2 separate regions of the Rattus norvegicus genome follow, and region 2 is linked to region 1. Evidence: chromatin contacts called from public Hi-C data. All regions are on one chromosome and are shown on one strand. The core of a region is the stretch at or near the end of the contact, and the rest is flanking DNA. Distances in the headings are between cores, read along the strand shown.

Region 1 (2,753 bases), core at 121-2,620:
CAGGGCAAAGAGGACTCAGGCCAGAACCCGGAGGCAAAATGTTGATGCTGTCCTGGTGTGTGGAGCACAAAGGACGGGCAGGCAGGGAGGGAGTCTTCAGAGGTAGACATTGAGGGTCTGCAGGATGCTGCGGCGGCAGAGCGGGCAGTTGCGGTGGTAAACGGGGTGGCGCATGAGGATCTCGGTGCAAGCCTGGCACAGGCACAGGTGCCGGCAGGGCAGAAGCAGCACCGTCTTGCTTTGGTCCTGGCAAATGACACACTTCTTCCGCTCTTCTTGCTCCTTCAGCAACTTCCATGGGTCTTGACCAGCTGTAGGTTCCTCCTCATTGAGTCTCTCCCGGCCTCTAGCAGCTGCTGTTCTGATGACCTCCTCATCTGCTTCAGGTAGAGGATCCTGGGGCTGGATCCTGGCTGAGAACACCCTCCTGGGGCCACCTTGGGGGGCTCCCGGTGCTCCTCCCCGATTTGGCCAGCTGGCCAGCTGTAGGCTTCGGCTCCAGACTCTGCGCCAAGCCTCTAGACCTAGTGGAAGGCGAGACAGCCGTACAACATCCTCTCGAAGCCGGTGGTAGGATGGGCGGGCGTGAAGCTGATTGAGAGCTCGGGTGGCCAACCTCAGGGTTTGTTCTGGGTGCAACGCAATCAGAATCACCACCAGCACACAAGCCAGCAACACCAAACCGGTGAGGTGGAAAAGCACACAGCTGGCCAGGACGCGGACGGCCGAGGCCAACAGCTCCAGGACTAGTTGGCAAGGGGTCCACAGGAGAATGGCCATGGCCACAGCGCTGCTGGAAATGTGAGCAAGGAAACCAGCCACCACGTCTGTCATCCTCCAAAGAGGCCCTGTCACGGCATCCCACAGGGCCAGCACCAGGGAGAAGAAGTTCTGAGTGCCAATGAGGCAAATATTGACCAGACTATTGACCACATAGGCCACCAAGCTCATGGCAATGGCACAGATGTCACAGGCCTGGCGTAGCAAACCATGACCGTTAGAGATCATGTTCAGGATACCCCTGTTCAGTAATTCCCGGCTCTTCAGAGCTCCATGAGAAGCCAGGTGCCCCAGCAGCTTTAAGCTCTCCAAGCCCGAGTAGCAGCTGCAGAGAAGAGTACACAAGGCCTGCAATCCCCCGAAGGTAAATCGGACCACTGCTTCAACTAAGGCCACCAAATAGAGCAGGAATCCTCGACCCAAGTGCAGAAGACTCGTCAGTACTGTATGTGGCAGATTGTAGATGAAGGCCAAAAGCCAGGCCAAGGTAGCCAGGAGGGAGGACACGAGCAAGAAGTTGAGATCCAACACCAAGGTCAGCAAGTCCAGCATCAGGCCCACCCCATTCACCACCAGGTAGACAGCCTCCATGATAGGGCTGTGGAGTTCAGGACAAAAAAAGAAAGGCTGGCTCCTCAGAGAAGATGGTGTCAAGGTTGCCAATACTGCGGAGAGTTCGGAGTTAATTTGGAAGGGATGTGAACGTCTAACCAAGGGAGAACCAAGGTCTACAGAAGTGGGTTGGAGAGAAGACTTTTACAAGAGGGAAAGGAATCCCGGTTTGGAAGGCGGGCTGTTCGGGAGCGAAGAAGCAAAACATCTCTAAAATGATAGGGAGCCCGGACTGGAGGAAGTACCTCAGCTTTAGAAGCCTGGAGCGGTATTCAAGGCCGGGCAACGGGTCTGACCGGGAGAAGACCGGGAAGGATAGGACGGGATCGGGAAGGGCCGGGCCGGGGCCGGGTGGGGGCGACGCAGGCTGGGCGCGGGCTCGCGGTCCAGCCACGCAAGTGCCCCTGTCCCCGCCCGGCCCCTGTCCTCCTGCTCGTGGCGACTGGCACCCAAAGGGAAAGCAGGACAGAAAGTCAGCCTCAGCAAACCCCAAGCGCGGTCTCGACTCCACTGGGCGCCGCCATCTTGTGTGCTAAGGGACGGGGCAAGCAGGGGGCGGGACTATAGCCCATGGCCAATCAGTGAGGGGCAATGGCAGAAAAGTCGACAAACCATTGGTGTTTTTGAACAGCGCCCAAAGACATAATTTCCAATGAGAGGAATAGAAATATATTTATAAAGCTCCTCCTCTTTGAGGTGGTGATAGGTCCGTTAGCGTGTCGGTATAATTTCCTCACCCCGCCCCGCCCCGCCCCGCCCCTTAAAGAGCCAGAGCCACAATTTAATGAGACTGTCTTTAAGTGGTATCGCCCCGAAGCCCCAACTCCACCCTGCTCCCGGTCTTGGAGTATGCGTTCTTCGAGGTCTGGGCTGGACTCTGGTTTAGTACCTTCTCCACGTCCCCCTGGGACCTGCTGCCTCATCTCATTCATCATTTTTTTTAAAGATTTATTTATTCATTTATTATATATAAGTACACTGTAGCTGTCTTCAGACACACCAGAAGAGGGCATCGAATCTCTTTACAGATGGTTGTGAGCCACCATGTGGTTGCTGGGAATTGAACTCAGGACCTCTGGAAGAGCAGTCGGGTGCTCTTAACCGCTGAGCCATCTCTCCAGCCCTCATCATTTATTTTTAACACTTATTAAGCATGTACCATGCTTTGGAAATACAACCCTTTTTAAGATTATCATCTGTCTCAAGCTATTCACAAAGAGAAAAAGATTGTTAGGGGGGATCCCTTGTCACTGAGAAAAGGAGCCACAGAATGAAGGCGCTCTGATTTCTACCTTGACCCCATCAGCTTGTAGGCCATCTGTGCCCCATACATCAAGAGACTGGTATTTTCTACTTACCCA
Region 2 (2,753 bases), core at 191-2,690, 220 kb after region 1:
TTCAGTGTCTACATGCTTCCCCTGGTATCCGAGAGCCAGAGCCAAGAGCTCAAAAGGACACGCCTCTTCCTCTTCTTAAGGCGCCTTGGATAAAGGTGTTAGTGCCAAGCTGGTAGAACTGGGTTCTGCAGTCTGACACAAAGGTGACTGGAGTCACTGTTCAAATTGTCCACCTTCCCTGCACTGGGTTCCTCATCTCACAGGTTCTTCTGTAGACAGACACTCAGATTCTTTGTCACTGGAGGAGATGAAAACTTTCTCTTAGACTCCCGTCTACTCCACTGTGATGGTTCCTCCAACAAATGGCTCTGAGATCGCCTTTGCAGTTTAACTAGGCTTGAACCCAGAAATTCCAGACAACGGGAAGCCCATAGAAAGGAATTGCTAGGCTCAAACAATTTTTTTTTAATTAATTGACCCAGAACAGCATTTGAGCCAGGTCTGCATACTGTCCTTGCAACAGCTGTACTAGATTAGACAGGGTAGGCACTTCCACGAGTGTCATAGAAGCCAAGACGCAGAGTAGTCATAATTACTATCTAAACGGCACACCGCTATGAACAGGCAGAAAGTGGGTGCTAGAGTCCAGACCTTCCTACCCTAATCCAGTGCTCTGAAATGTCTTCACTAGCAAAGACTGCTGCTCACCGGCCTGAGCAGGAGATAAGCAGGTCTCCCAGCTCTGCCTTATCTCAGGCAGCCTGCTGACAAGTGCAGAACTTTCCAGGCAGGCCAGAAATGACAAGGCCCATGGGGTGGTTCCCCACTCACAATAGCAATTCAGGTGTGTCTCAGCTGGGACTTTCGTGGGTGGCTAGGGCTTGGTAACTTCCATAACGGAGAACGGGAGAAGGCGTGTACACCTCCAAGATGTTTGTATACAGTTTTATGAAGTGGGGTGTGCTCCCTCTCCCCTGAAATGAAGTGGATCATATTCCAGGATAGCTGGATTTGCTTCAGTCCCTACTTCGTGAAAGGATCTTGTCTGTGTATACACCTTTACTGGTCTGGAACCACGGAAATCCAGCCAGAAGCCCACAGGGATGGAATCCCACGGTGGACCATTTTTCCACTCTCACCCCCTCCCCGACTGCTCAGACTCACTCTTTCCCTGCCTTAGGGCAACCTGGTTACTGGCCCTTTAAAAAATCTGGAGGGAGGGGGAAAAATGACAACTATTCTGACCAATAGACGACGGAGCACGGCAACCCGGGGCCAATCGTTGCACCCAGAAAGTCCCGAGAAGTGCGGGTCATCGGTCACCGGCTCAGGACTCACCGCGGTTGTGGCCGCGCCGCCGTTACCGGACATGGCTCCGCTCAGGGCGCAAGCGCGGCACTGCCGCTGCGGTCCCCTGGAGTCTGCAGAAGCCGGCGACCTGGGCGGGTCGTGACTGAAGGCACATGGGGCCGGAGCCCGCACTTCACTCCGGCTGCAGGACCTGCTGAGCTCTGCGTCACGTCCGTTGCCCTCCCTCGAAGGGGCGGCACCTTCCTCTGGGCGGGAATTAGGATTGCGACAGAGCCAGCCTCATCAGGAGTCTACTTGTCCAGAACAACTCAAGAGATTTTTTTTTCTTTTCAATTCTTATTTTATTTCACTTTTTTTCCTAGTCTTTTGAGACAGGGTCTGTGTAGCCCTGGCTGTTCTAGAACTATCTCTGTAGACCAGGCTGGCCTCGAGTTTACATAGATCAGCCTGCCTCTGCCTCCTGAGTGCTTGGATTTAAAGGAGTGTCCCACCACCGCCTGGCTATTTTATATTGCATTTATCAAATGTGTGTGGTGTGAGTGTGTTATGCGAGCATAAGGAGGTCCTAGGGTAACCTGAGAGAGTCGGCTCTTGCCCTCCATTATGTCCCAGAGCATTTAAACAAGTTACCATGCCTGCTAGGGTACTTTCATCATCAACAAATAAAGGATTCCAGAAGGCTTCTCAGAATTTTACAGCTTCACCTCTTCAGCGTTGGCCATAAGCAGTTAGTGTAAAACTTTGCTTTTTTTTTTTTTTTTTTTTTTTTAATAAGGCAAGGTGTGTGCTGTTAGCTCAGGCTGGCCTTGAAGTTTTCCATTTTCTTGTCTCAGCCTCCCATAGTAGAGAGTATTTCTGTTTGTTTGGGACAGGAACATGTTATGTAGCCCAAAATGACCTTGAACTCTACCTCCCAAGTGCTAGGATTAGAACATAAACCACAATGCTTGAATTTCCAAAGAAATAAAAGGTCAGGGTCTAGCGAGATGGCTCAGTGGTTAAGAGCATCTGCTACTCTTATGGAGGACCTGGGTTTGACTCCCAGCCCAATATGGGAATTGGAATACGTGAATATGGAAATTCACAGCCACCTGTAAGTGCAGTTCTAGAGAGTCTGACCCCCTTTCCTAGTCTCCCTGAACACCAGGCCTGCATGAGGCACACATGCATGCAGGCAGGCACCCACACATGTATAAAATAAAAATGTGCCTTACAAAAAAATGTGAAAAGCCAGGCATAATGGTGCTCCTTATGCCAGCACTTAGGAGTTGGAGTATCTCAAGGTCAACTTAAGCCACACAGTAAATTTGAAGCTAGTCTGGGCTACAAGAGACCATTTCCAGGTGCTGGACTGGTTTGCACAGCATTTGAATCACATGCCCAAGGTCTTGGGTTAGCTCCAAGAAACACACTCTTGTTCTTTCCACTACTTTGATTAATAGCAACGAATCGAACATTGTACAGATGCTATTTGTTAAGTCAAAATTGCTGTTCAAAGTAAT

Evidence for each region. Hi-C and Micro-C count contacts between places; a contact is called where the count stands out from the background.
Region 2: a Hi-C map of mammary epithelial cells shows a contact between it and region 1, with 2.1 times the contacts expected there. The contact joins the promoter of Hmbs here to the promoter of Rnf26 in region 1. A contact is called at or near these places in 1 of 12 Hi-C or Micro-C datasets (mammary epithelial cells) and 1 of 1 datasets of contacts at active chromatin or transcription factors (oligodendrocytes).

The regions. Positions count from the first base shown.
Region 1 is chr8:53,352,216-53,354,968 of GRCr8, forward strand. Rnf26 (ring finger protein 26) reads right to left here and starts at 1,371. Exons shown (of 1, transcript NM_001113748.1): 1 at 1-1,371. The coding sequence starts at 1,371. The coding sequence ends at 97.
Region 2 is chr8:53,576,293-53,579,045 of GRCr8, forward strand. Hmbs (hydroxymethylbilane synthase) reads right to left here and starts at 1,441. Exons shown (of 14, transcript NM_013168.2): 1 at 1,279-1,441. The coding sequence starts at 1,311.